Regions from separate parts of the Oryctolagus cuniculus genome. Here region 1 is linked to region 2. A link is a contact called in public Micro-C data. All regions are on one chromosome and are shown on one strand. Each heading gives the region's core, a stretch centred on a gene start, on an enhancer-like site or on the middle of the called end of the contact. The rest is flanking DNA. Distances are from core to core; before and after follow the strand shown. Region 1 has its middle 39 kb from the start of NFKBIA. Region 2 holds the start of NFKBIA (NFKB inhibitor alpha).

What was found. A called contact is a pair of places that touch in the nucleus more often than the background predicts.
Region 1: a contact with region 2 is called in a Micro-C map of ear pinna, with 4 times the contacts expected there. The contact joins the enhancer-like site here to the promoter of NFKBIA in region 2. A contact is called at or near these places in 3 of 6 Hi-C or Micro-C datasets (ear pinna, psoas muscle and an unstated tissue).

Annotation. Positions count from the first base shown.
Region 1 is chr12:40,196,043-40,201,581 of mOryCun1.1, forward strand. No RefSeq gene overlaps it. Among named protein-coding and RNA genes, the nearest start is that of NFKBIA, 39 kb to the left of the region's middle. Within about 2 kb of position 3,174, at least 7 of the 8 cell types and tissues checked have an H3K27ac peak or open chromatin away from gene starts, as enhancers often do. A contact at or near this core is called in ear pinna, where this site is marked.
Region 2 is chr12:40,155,248-40,161,154 of mOryCun1.1, forward strand. It overlaps NFKBIA (NFKB inhibitor alpha), which reads left to right and starts at 4,463. Exons shown (of 6, transcript XM_002718142.5): 1 at 4,463-4,896; 2 at 5,482-5,590. The coding sequence starts at 4,670. All of the region lies in intron 1 of LOC138844627 (a long non-coding RNA gene), which reads right to left. It overlaps LOC138844628 (a long non-coding RNA gene), which reads left to right. Exons shown (of 2, transcript XR_011380754.1): 2 at 436-653.

The sequences.
Region 1 (5,539 bases), core at 1,924-4,423, 40 kb after region 2:
TAAAATAACTTGTGTTCTCTAAAAGGAAGATGAATATATGTGTTTGCTTGACTATACATAAAATGTTTCTGGACGGATTGCCTAAAATCAGTTTCAGGAAGCTGGAATCTAACGGGTACAGGTCAAATTGAGGAAGCTGAGAAAGTTCTGGAAATGGATGCTTGTGATGGTTGCACAACAGTGCAGTGTACTCACTGTTCCTGGACTCTACACACAATAGTGTTAAAAATGGCAACTTATGGCCGGCGCCACGGCTCAAAAGTCTGATCCTCTGCCTGCGGCACCGGCACACCAGGTTCTAGTCCCGGTTGGGGCGCTGGATGCTGTCCCGGTTGCTCCTTTTCCAGTCCAGCTCTCTGCTGTGGCCCGGGAGTGCAGTGGAGGATGGCCCAAGTGCTTGGGCTCTGCACCCCATGGGAGACCAGGAGAAGCACCTGGCTCCTGCCTTCAGATCAGCGCGGTGCACCAGCCGCAGCGGCCATTGGGGGTTGAACCAACAGAAAAGGAAGACCTTTCTCTCTGTCTCTGTCTCTCTCTCTCTCACTGTCCATTCTGCCTGTCAAAATAAAAAAAATGGCAACTTATATGCTATATAAATTTAATAAAAAATTTTGGGGGGTCAGCATTGTGATGCAGTGGGGTAAGCTGCTGCCTGCAGTGCCAGCATCCTACACGGGCAGTGGATCACGTCCCAGCCACTTTACTTCCAATCCAGCTCCCTGCTAATGCACCTGGGAAAGCAGCAGAAGTACTTGGGCTCTTGCACCCACATGGGAGACCATGATGGAGTTCCAGACTCCTGGATATATACTCCTTGGGTATTGCAGCCATTTGAGGAGTGAACCAGCAGATGGAAGATCTCTCTCTCTCTCTCTCCCTCTGCTCTTTATAATTTTGCCTTTTAAACAACTAAACAAATCTTTCAAAAAGATTTTTAAATGACCAAAAAGCCATTTTAATGGTTGCCCATGGGGAGAATTGGGGTTTGAGAAAGAGAGGGAGAGAGACTTTTTACCGTACTTCTTTATGTACCCAACGCAACCTTTAAAGAAAAAGTAAATAAAATTAAAAAAATAAGAAGCCATAAAGTGATAAGGCGAAGGACAAGCTAAGCATTGTTCCACCAGGAGCAGCAGGCAGTATGGGGTAGTGGCAGCTGTTTACAAAGAGACCGTGGAGAGGGCTGTAAAAGGGATAGGATCAGCACAGGGGGTTGCGGCAATGCCAGCTCTGCTTACGGGCATTCAGGCCAGCGCCTGTGACCCGCCTTCCAGCGTCACAGCTCAGCTGGGGCAACCTTTCACAAGGACATCAGGGTGCCCACTTGCCGCCCCTCCCCCTCTGTCATCTCCTTCTGGGCTCCTGATCAGCTTGTCCCTGCACCCAGAGCAGGGTGGGGGGAAGGGTGAGGAGGGGACCTGGGAGGTAACAGATGACCCCCGATCCAGCGTGAGGTTCTGTCCCCTCGTCAGGGACTGATGGGAGACACTGGGTATTTCCTTACAGTCCCCAGGACTTCTCCCAGTAGGCAGACCCTAGCCAGAACCTTCCTGCAAACACATTTCTGTATCCCTTTAGGTATTTCCAGGAAACCCACTGGATGATTTCTCAGCCACCTGAGACCACAGGGATAAACCAAATTTGGAAGGGCTGAGATAGTCCTAGAACTAAAGATTCTATATCCCTGGCTCCTTCTGAACAGGACCTAAGGGAGGGGAAGACATGCCACAAAGGAAGTGACTGCTCTTCCAATCACGCACACAGAAAGGCATGCTGGGAAAGAGGCCAACGGGCCACACACCAGAAGCTTCTGATTCCTGTCTGCCCAGCCAGTGCTGGCCAGAAGGCGTCTTCAGTAGCAAGGATGTTGACTGGGTGGTCAGCTGTGCTCCCAACGTGACTCGCCTGGCGTACGACGCCTGTGAGCCCCACGCTGCTCCTCAATAACGTTCGTCTCTGTGTAAAAGCAGGGGTGGTGCCTGGCTTGAAGCAGCCTCCGGGGGCAGATGACCCTGCTCAGGATCAAGCAGCTGTGCTCCAGTGGCTCTCCTGATCCTGTGCTCTGCACTTGCTCCCGGCAGGGAGACTAGGGCTGGGCCACAGCCTCAAACACACATTGGCGTTCCCTTCTTCCCGTGCAAGTTCATGGAGCTTCGACTACGTCTCAAGCACTGTGCTGGGCGGGGGAGATAATGACGAGCGAACCAGAAAACAGCCTGCTGACATCGGGATGCTCACAGGGTCGAGGGTGCAGGCTGGAAAGAGGTGGGGTGAGCACCGGGGAGGAGGAGGAGGCTGCTGGCTCCTCCTACCTCAGGAGACTTGAAAATCCAGCCTGAGTGTGCTGTGGTGCCTTGGTCACCAAGATGTCCTTAACACCCCCAGCTGTCCTTGACAGTGAGGGAGGGCTGCTGCTGCAGTCCAGGGCATGGCCGCAGATGTCACAGCTACGGGCCAGCACTTCTTACCTGGCAGGCACTGGCGGCTTAGGATGTGAGGGCCGGTTGCCGAGGAAGAAGGTGACATTGCTGGAGCTCAGGCCTCCGCGTAACCCTGGCTCTGTCCACCTTCCCAACTTTCAGCAGAAGCTGGGTTCCCTCCCTCCAGGGCGAAGAAGATGCATTGGCTGGGTTGGCTCCCTGTGGCCACAGGAGCCCAGGATCAGCCATGAGTGGGCGGGAGCCAGGAAGTGCGTGGGGAGTGGGGCCATGGCCAGTGGAAGCTTTTGGGCATGCATGGGTGTGTGGAGGCCCTTGAAGTCCGGGGCGGGCGTGTTCCTCAAAAGCAAAACCACTTGAAACATATCTTCCGGGACAGCTGAGGCCCTGTGGCCAGCCCCCAGCAGCCCGAGAGGCGCTGTGGAAACCCCCAGCCTGCAAGGGCAGCTGCTGATTAGAGGTGAGCCACCCCGTGGGCTCACTGGACCTAGGATGGCTGACGGCAAGGGGCTGAAGGAGGGTGGAGGCCCAAGGGGTTGACAAAGGGTCACCCTGAGCTCCAAGCTCAGGGCGCTCCACCTTGGCCCTGCCCGCTGTTTCTCCTGTTCTTGCCTCCTGCTTGAGGTGAACAGAAGGTGGGAGGTTTCACTGCGCCTGGAGCCTGGAGCCGCCAGCAGGCGGTGGAGGGCAGGGGCCCTGGCCAGCACACAGTGTCGCCTCTGTGGGAGCTGCGGCGGGCTAATTATACTCAGCTGGCAGCCCGGGGCCCTGGGAGTTTCCCAGCTCGCTGTGGGGAGGTGTGGGGAGAGAGGGGCGGGGACCAGGCGGTGGGGAGGGGAGGAGCCAGGGCCAGGCCCTTCGGAGCAGCCTGGCGAGCAGCCTGGCAGGCAGCCCGGCCTGGGCCTGTGACTGGCTCCCTGCAGGAACTTACTCAGAATCCAGGACCCAGCGTCCTGCTACGCGGAGTGAGTTGTCCAAGCTTCAGCCGCTGGGTTGTGATGGAGCCGGAAAGGCACGGAACGCTCTGGCAAGGCCCCCGAGAAGGGGTCGGTGGAGAATGGACGGTGTCTGCCTTGCCTTTTTCCCTGCAGATCTTGGGGACTTTCCACACAGGTGTGGGCTGAGGCGCGAGTGGGGGCTGACCCAGCCTGGGCTGGACTGTGTCCGTTTCTCTAACTAACACTAAGAGCGGTGCAGGCTGGTAGCTGGGGCTGGCCAAGGTGGGGCAGCTCCCCAGAGATGAGCCCTGTGCACTGAGGTAGCAGTTGGCCTGGGCTACCCTAGGCCTGGGCCATGGGTCTGAAGGAAAAAGACACGAGCAAAACATTTAGACCTGGCATGTGAGCGCCTCGGGCAGCTGATGACTTCTCAGCCCAGCGGTGACTACCAGGGCTGCAGAGCAAGGCCAGAGCGCCTTCCCCCTCCCGAGGCCCTTTGCTTGCACTCTGGCCTGCCCGTGGTCTAACTGCCACTGTGGCCCAGTCACCCCCCACCAAACCAGTCACATTCCACCCCAAGTGGCTTGAGTCATGCAGAATTGGGACGAGGTGTGAGCCTGGGGAAGTGGAGCAGGGAGTTGTTGGGGTACCTGAATTGGGACTGGAAAATACAGCCCGTGCAGGTAAACCACCCGTCAGATGACTGGGCTGGGGCAAGCCAGTGGAATTTCACACCTGCCCTAACGACCTAACAACAGCAAATCCAGACGCTTAAAGCCCCATTCACTCAGTCAGCAACCTCTGCGGATACCACCTGGTGCCCCTCAGCACAGTCTGGAGAGCCAGTGGGGACGCACCACGGTCCCTTCCGGTGGGCAAGACACAGGAAAGGCAAGGAAAGAGACAGGAGCCTGGCAAATTGCGACAGGCACCAGGAGGAAGAGCCAGGCAGCAGCAGAGGGCCTACTTCAAGTGACAGAGCTTGTCTTCCTCCGCTCACAGCAGAAACAATAGAAAACCCGCCCCAACCTATGTCAAAGGAAAAACAAGCCGTAGCCTACACTGAGACCACAGAGCTAAAATAAGAACCAACTTCCCTGCACAGCTACTTAGAGCCGCTGCTGTCGCTGGGGTGGGGGGTGGGGGGAGGCAGGCGGGGTGAGGGGGGTGGACTTGGCGTGCTGACAGACGTGAGGGCCGTGACCACCGAGACAGACGTGCAGCCAGCTGTGCCAGCTCCCGGGCAGCACGGGAGGGCGGCGGCAACTGCTCCCTGGGAGTGGCAGGGTCGTTTTTCGCATGGAGAAGGCGGAGGAACTGAGGTTGGTTTTGGAAGATGAATCCGAGTTTGCCAGGGGAAGGCCCACGTGGCACAGAGGTGCAGAGGAGGGGCGGAGAGGAACCTGGAAACCAGGAGGCACTGGAATGGGGTGCAGCGAGCACCCTGAGGGGAGAAGCCTCGGAGTGGGCTGAGGAGAGGAGCCGGTGCCTGGCGTGTGGGAGGGTGGCCCGCAGCTCTCACAGGGAGGAGGCCAGCCCCCTGCAGCAGCTCCTCCTCCTTCGCAGCTCCCTTGGGGTTTTCCCACACTGATACCTGGCCAGCTGGCTTTATGGCTTTACCAGGGAGGCTGCTACTCCTCAGGCCAGGTCACCCTGTCCCTCTGTGGAGACCACCAGGACACTGAGAAATACTGCTGCCAGGTGGCCATTAACACCGCAGCCCAGCAGTCAGGTGCAGGCGTCTGGACTGGCTAAGCCGCCACTTGGGTTGCCAGCATCCCATACAGGAGTACCTGGGTTCAAGTGCCGGGCTTGCTCTCCATTCCAGTTTCCTGTTCACGTGCACCCTGGGAGGCAGCAGGTGATGGCTCAAGTGGTTGGGGCCTGCTGCCCACACGGGAGGTCCAGAAGGAGTGCCCTGCTCCTGGCTCTGGCCTGGTCCAGCCCCAGCTGTTGTGGGCATTTGGGGAATGAACCAGCAGATGGGAGCTCTTTCTCTGTCTTGTGTCGTTCTTTCTCTCTCTCTGCCTTCCAAATAAAACAAGTCAAATTAAAATTAAAAACAAAGAGAACTGGGGGTGAGGCAGTTGTCTAGAGACGAGGAGACAGAGGCTTTGTACAGAGTTCTCTGGTCTGAGTGGCCTGACTGCGCAGGGCGATGAT
Region 2 (5,907 bases), core at 3,213-5,712:
CCTATGGCTACATCCCTGATTAAGCACAAAGAAATTCTATGGTGTAACTTATTATTCTGCATTCAAAAAATAAATAAATAAATAAAGACAGGGACCGGCGCTTCTGACGTAGCAGGTAAAGCTGCTACCTGCAGTGCCAGCATGCCATATGGGTGCTGGTTTGAGTCCTGACTGCTCCACTTCCTATCCAGTTCCCTGCTATTGTACCTGCCAAAGCAGTGGAAGATACCCAAGTACTTAGGCCCCTGCACCCACGTCGGAGACCCGGAAGAAGTTCCAGGCTCCTGGCTTCGGCCTAGCCCACCCCTGGGTGTTGCAGCCATTTGGGGAGTGAACCAGTAGATGGAAGACCTCTCTCTAACTCTGCCTTTCAAATAAATAAACCATCTCATATGGGAGCTGGTTCTGGTCCTGACTGCTCCTCTTCCGATCCAGCTCTCTGATATGGCCTGGGAAAACAGTGGAAGATGGCACAAGTCCTTGGGCTCCTGCACCCACGTGGGATATCCAGAAGAAGCTCCTGGCTTCAGATTGGCTCAGCTCTAGCCATTGTGGCCATTTGGGGAGTGAACCAGTGGATGGAATAACTTTCTCTCTGTCTCCCTCTCGCTGTAACTCTACCTCTCAAATAAATAAATAAAATCTTAAAAAAATTTTCCCCACCTCTCTGGTGTATACATGATTAAAAAAAAAAAAAAGATTTATCTGAAAGGCAGAGTTACACAGAGGCAGAGAAAGATCTTCCATCCCCTGGTTCACTCCCCAAATGGACACAACAGCCAGAGCTGGGCCAATCCCAAGCCAGGAGCCAGGAACTTCTTCTGGGTCTCCCACACCAGTACAGAGACGTGGGGCCATCTTCTACAGCTTTCCCAGGCCACAGCAGATAGCTGGATCAGAAGTAGAGCAGCCAAGTCTCAAACTGTCACCCATATGGGATGCAAGCACTGCAGACAGTGGCTTTACCTGCTAAGCCACAGCACCGGCCTCAATAAACAAATTTTCTTTAAAAAAAGAAAATAGGCCGGCGCCGCAGCTCAATAGGCTAATCCTCCGCCTTGCGGCGCGGGCACACCGGGTTCTAGTCCCGGTCAGGGCGCCAGATTCTGTCCCGGTTGCCCCTCTTCCAGGCTTCGGATCAGCGTGATGCGCACCGGCCGCAGCGGCCATTGGAGGGTGAACCAATGGCAAAGGAAGACCTTTCTCTCTGTCTCTCTCTCTCACTGTCCACTCTGCCTGTCAAAAAAAAAAAAAAAAAAAGAGAGAGAGACCTCTCTCTCTCCCTCTCTCTCTCTCTCTCTCCCTCCCTCTCTCTCTCTCTCTGCCTCTCCTCTCCTCTCTCTGTGCAGCTCTGACTTTCAAATAAATAAATAAAAAATCTTTAAAAAAATAAAAAAGAGGCCGGCGCCGCGGCTCACTAGGCTAATCCTCCGCCTAGCGGCGCCGGCACACCAGGTTCTAGTCCCGGTCGGGGCGCCGGATTCTGTCCCGGTTGCCCCTCTTCCAGGCCAGCTCTCTGCTGTGGCCAGGGAGTGCAGTGGAGGATGGCCCAGGTGCTTGGGCCCTGCACCCCATGGGAGACCAGGAAAAGCACCTGGCTCCTGGCTCCTGCCATCAGATCAGCGCGGTGCGCCGGCCCCAGCGCGCCGGCCGCGGCGGCCATTGGAGGGTGAACCAGCGGCAAAGGAAGACCTTTCTCTCACTGTCCACTCTGCCTGTCAAAAATAAATAAATAAATAAATAAATATAAATAAAAAAAGAAAAAAGAAAAGAAAGACAAATAACATTACAAAGTAATCACCTAAAGTTATCAAACCATTTTTAAAGTGGTGATGGGGCCTCTGTCTTTGGCACCAGCATCCCATATGGGTACTTGTTTGAGTGCCAGCTGCTCCTCTTCCAATCTAGCTCTCTGCTATGGCCTGGGAAGGCAGAAGATGGCCCAAGCCCTTGGGCCCCTGTGCCCACATGGGAGACCTGGAAGAAGCTCCTGGCTTCTAACAGGCCCAGCTCCTGCCATTGCAGGTATTTGGGGAATGGACCAGTGGATGGAAGACCTTTCTCTCTATTTCTCCCTCTCTCTGTAACTCTTCCTCTCAAAAAAAATAAATCTCTTAAAAAAATAAAGTGGTTAAATTTAGCTAAAACATTATCCAATCAGAGGGTGAGAAATCTTTCTAAACCGAAAGACCCTTTCATTGTCTACTTCTGCCCAAAACGCTCATGGTTCTGGTCTCCAAGTACATTATGTCTCACCCAGGTTGTAATGTGCATTGACTTACACTGGTGAGGGAAACCTGTTGGTTCACATTATTCAAAACTATCTCCCAGGGTTGCAGGAAAACAGAAGGCACCTCCCTGGGAATCCCCACAGTATGGCCCAACCTCCCAGATGTTTCAACCCTGTGACCAATCAAGAAACACCACTAGGTGTCACACTAAACAATCAGGACCAAACAGCAGCAGTCCCCAAGGCTGTCAGGAACAGAAAACTTCAAGGGAGGCACAAAGAAAAATATTCCTGAAACACTCAGTACTGACTTTGTGCTTCTAAATAATGACTTTGACACCTGCAGCCCCAAACTTCTTCGGAAGTGACCTTTCTAAGTAGGGCCTTTAGAGTTAGACATTTCTGCACATTTTTTAGAGAGAGGACTGTTTGCCTTTTTTATCTAAAGCTGGAGTGGGAACTACTTTGAGTATATTCCAGATTATAGTGTATTCGGTCTCATTTTCACAGTGTGTTTCCAAAAATGTTGCTACTGCAATACTTTGGCTGAACCACTAATATACTGGGATAAGAAGGAGATAAACAGGGTCTATTTCTATGCATTTGAGCTTCTTTTTAGGAAAGTAAGACTTATACCTGCCTTACAAGATTCTTCCTGAGAACATCATGATGCACAAAATGCCAGAGTTCTTCCAAAGATGTACATGCCGTGGGATGTCTAAGGGCCTCAAAAAACAGAGCTAGAATTGCTTTCCTGGACAAGTGATACAGTTTCTAAGCTGGAAAAGAACTTAAATAGCCTTCAATCCAATCCCATTAGTATATAAAACAAGTACACTACAAAAAATATTTACTGACTTGTGCAGCCAGTGCGCAGTGACTTTGACCCTGGAACCGAGGCCTCCTGCCTGCATCACTGTGCGACCTTGCCTTGATAAACCCGTGTGTGCGGTTCCTAAGCCTGCAGACACTGCAGTCTCTACTGGGAAGTTCTCACTCTAACATGTGACCATTACTACTGAGGGGTTTATTTCTTGATTTTACTTTTTTGCCCTCATATTTTGTCCTAGTGACCCTATCCCCTATGTTCCATATGGGGGGAACAGGTGGAGATCCGAGGAGAGGCAAGGGTTGCTTTGTACCTGATCAGTAAGGCGAAGGTGATTGCCACAACCTCCAGAAACCTCTGCAGAGGCCCCTGGAGCTCATGCTCAAAGCCGATCAAAGCCGATTTGATTACCTGCACCAATTCCAGAAGTAGTTGAATTCAGCCCAGTCTGCCGCTTCGGGGGCCGGAGCATAACCTCTCTAAAGCCAGGGGATTCTCTCAAGAGTGGCACTGCAGGAATGGCTCCAGCTACTGCCCTCTCCCAGAGCACACGGGGGAGCCGCCTGGAACCTCCCGCGGGGGGCCTGGCAGTTACTCTTGGCCATCTTTCAGGCCCAATCCTGGGTAAGACACTAACTGCCACCCATTGGTCAGGCTCCTCCCAATGCTGAAAAATTGCTCAGCTGGGCACTCAGAAATAGGCTCAGGATCCATTTCCTGCAGCACAGACCATGAACTTCGTTACTGCAAGGTTACCTGCAACCCCTCCCACCAAGACGAACTCCTTGCTTAACAAAAAGCAAACCCTTGAGGCCCCACTGAGCGCTGACCCCTCGCAGGGCGAGATCTGTCCCTCCCCCAGCCGACAGGCCTGTTAGTCCCCAGGACGGGACTTGGTTTAAAACCCAGCTTCTCCCCGAGGGGGTCGGGACGCCAGGAGCGCTTGCACCCTACAGGGCCGGGAATCTGCGGGAACCCAGGGGCCGCCCGCGAACTGCACCCAACTCTGGGGAAGACAAACCCCCACGGCCAGCCACCGTTTCCACTCTTGCGCTTCCGCAAGATCCGAGAAAACGGAAAGGACCGGCTGGGCGGCAAACCCCAAAGAGGAACGGCCCGGCAGGTCTGTGTCCTCGGGATCCCTGCAGCAGACGACCCCGAGTGCAATCGGCCGTGGGAAACCCCAGGGAGAGAGGAGGGCCCTGCAGGGTCGGCCTGGCCGCGCGCGGTCCGCAGGGAAGCACCGGGGCGGCGGCGGCCGCCGGGCCCGGAGGACTTTCCAGCCACTCAGCGCGCAGCGAGAAGTTCCCTGGACATGACCCCGGTGGGTCATCCCAGGGAGTTTCTCCGATGAACCCCGGCTCGGAGTTTAGGCTGCCTTTTTTTTTCCCCTAGCAGAGGACCAAGCCAGTTCTCTTTTCTGGTCTGACTGGCTTGGAAATTCCCCGCGCCTGACCCCGCCCCCAGAGAAATTCCCCGCCAGCGTTTATAGGGCGGCGCGGCGGCGCTGCCGAGCCCACAACAGTCGCAGCGCGCCGCCCGCCAGGAGCCGGCGACAGGACGAGGACGCCAGCGCGCAGCCCGCGGCCGAGCACCTGGGGAGCAGCGCCATGTTTCAGCCGGCCGAGCACGCTCAGGACTGGGCCATGGAGGGGCCCCGGGACGCGCTGAAGAAGGAGCGCCTGCTGGACGACCGCCACGACAGCGGCCTGGACTCCATGAAGGACGAGGAGTACGAGCAGATGGTGAAGGAGCTGCGCGAGATCCGCCTGGAGCCGCAGGAGGCGCCGCGCGCCGCCGAGCCCTGGAGGCAGCAGCTCACGGAGGACGGAGACTCGTAAGTGTCGGGGGGCTGAGGGCCGCGGGCCGGGCGGGGGGCGGCCGGGCCTGCAGCGCGGGCCCCGGGGCTGCAGCACAGCCGGGCTGGAGGGGGGGGATGGCCGTGCAGCGCCGCCGAGTCTGCCGCAAAGCTGCGGGGCGGCCGCGCGCGGGCCGGGGCTCCTCTGGGGGCTCCTCGGGCCGGCGGGGAAGGGCGTGGACGGCCCCGTCCCCGCACACCCCGAACCCCGCAGCCCGGCGCTCGCGGCGGGGGGCGGCGCGGCGGCAGGGACGCCGAGTCCCGGGTTGCATAAGGCGGGCGGGCGGGCGGGCGCCGCGCGGCCGGCGGGGGAAGTACAGGGCGTTCCGGGCCGCCGGGAGGGCGGGGCGGCCTGGCCGGCGCCGCCGCGGGGGGGGCGGGGCCCGGAAAGTCCCTGGGCGCCTGCCAGGAACACTCAGCTCATAATAACCCCGCGGAAAACACCGCGGCCCCGGCTCCAGAAACCCCGGCCTTGCGCAATCCCCCGCAGGCCGCGCCTCCCCGGGGCCCCACGCAGTGCGCTCACCGCCCCTTGCGGGGGGTTTTCCCCTCTCTGGCCTGCAGGTTCCTCCACTTGGCCATCATCCATGAAGAGAAGGCATTGACCATGGAAGTGATTCGCCAGGTGAAGGGAGACCTGGCCTTCCTCAACTTCCAGAACAACCTGCAGCAGGTGCGCCTGTCGTCCCCAGCCCTGTGCCCTCTGTGACCTCGGGATGCAGTCGATGTGGCACAGTCCTCCCCACCCCTAGCTCTCTGAAAGAACAGCCACAGGTCCTTACCTGCCCTGGCCTTTCACATTCCAATAAGCCGGTCTCCTGCAGAGTTAAAAGCCCACGGATTGGGTGAGGTCTTTGCGACCCACCCGGGGCCCTGGTCTTTGGCCCCCTGTCCCTGTCTGGGAGGAGCAGCACCCACCCCCGGGAGATGTCTGCGGCTCAGGGGCACTCGGAGGACGACTTTGCGCCGAGGCTTATCTGTGCTCGCTCT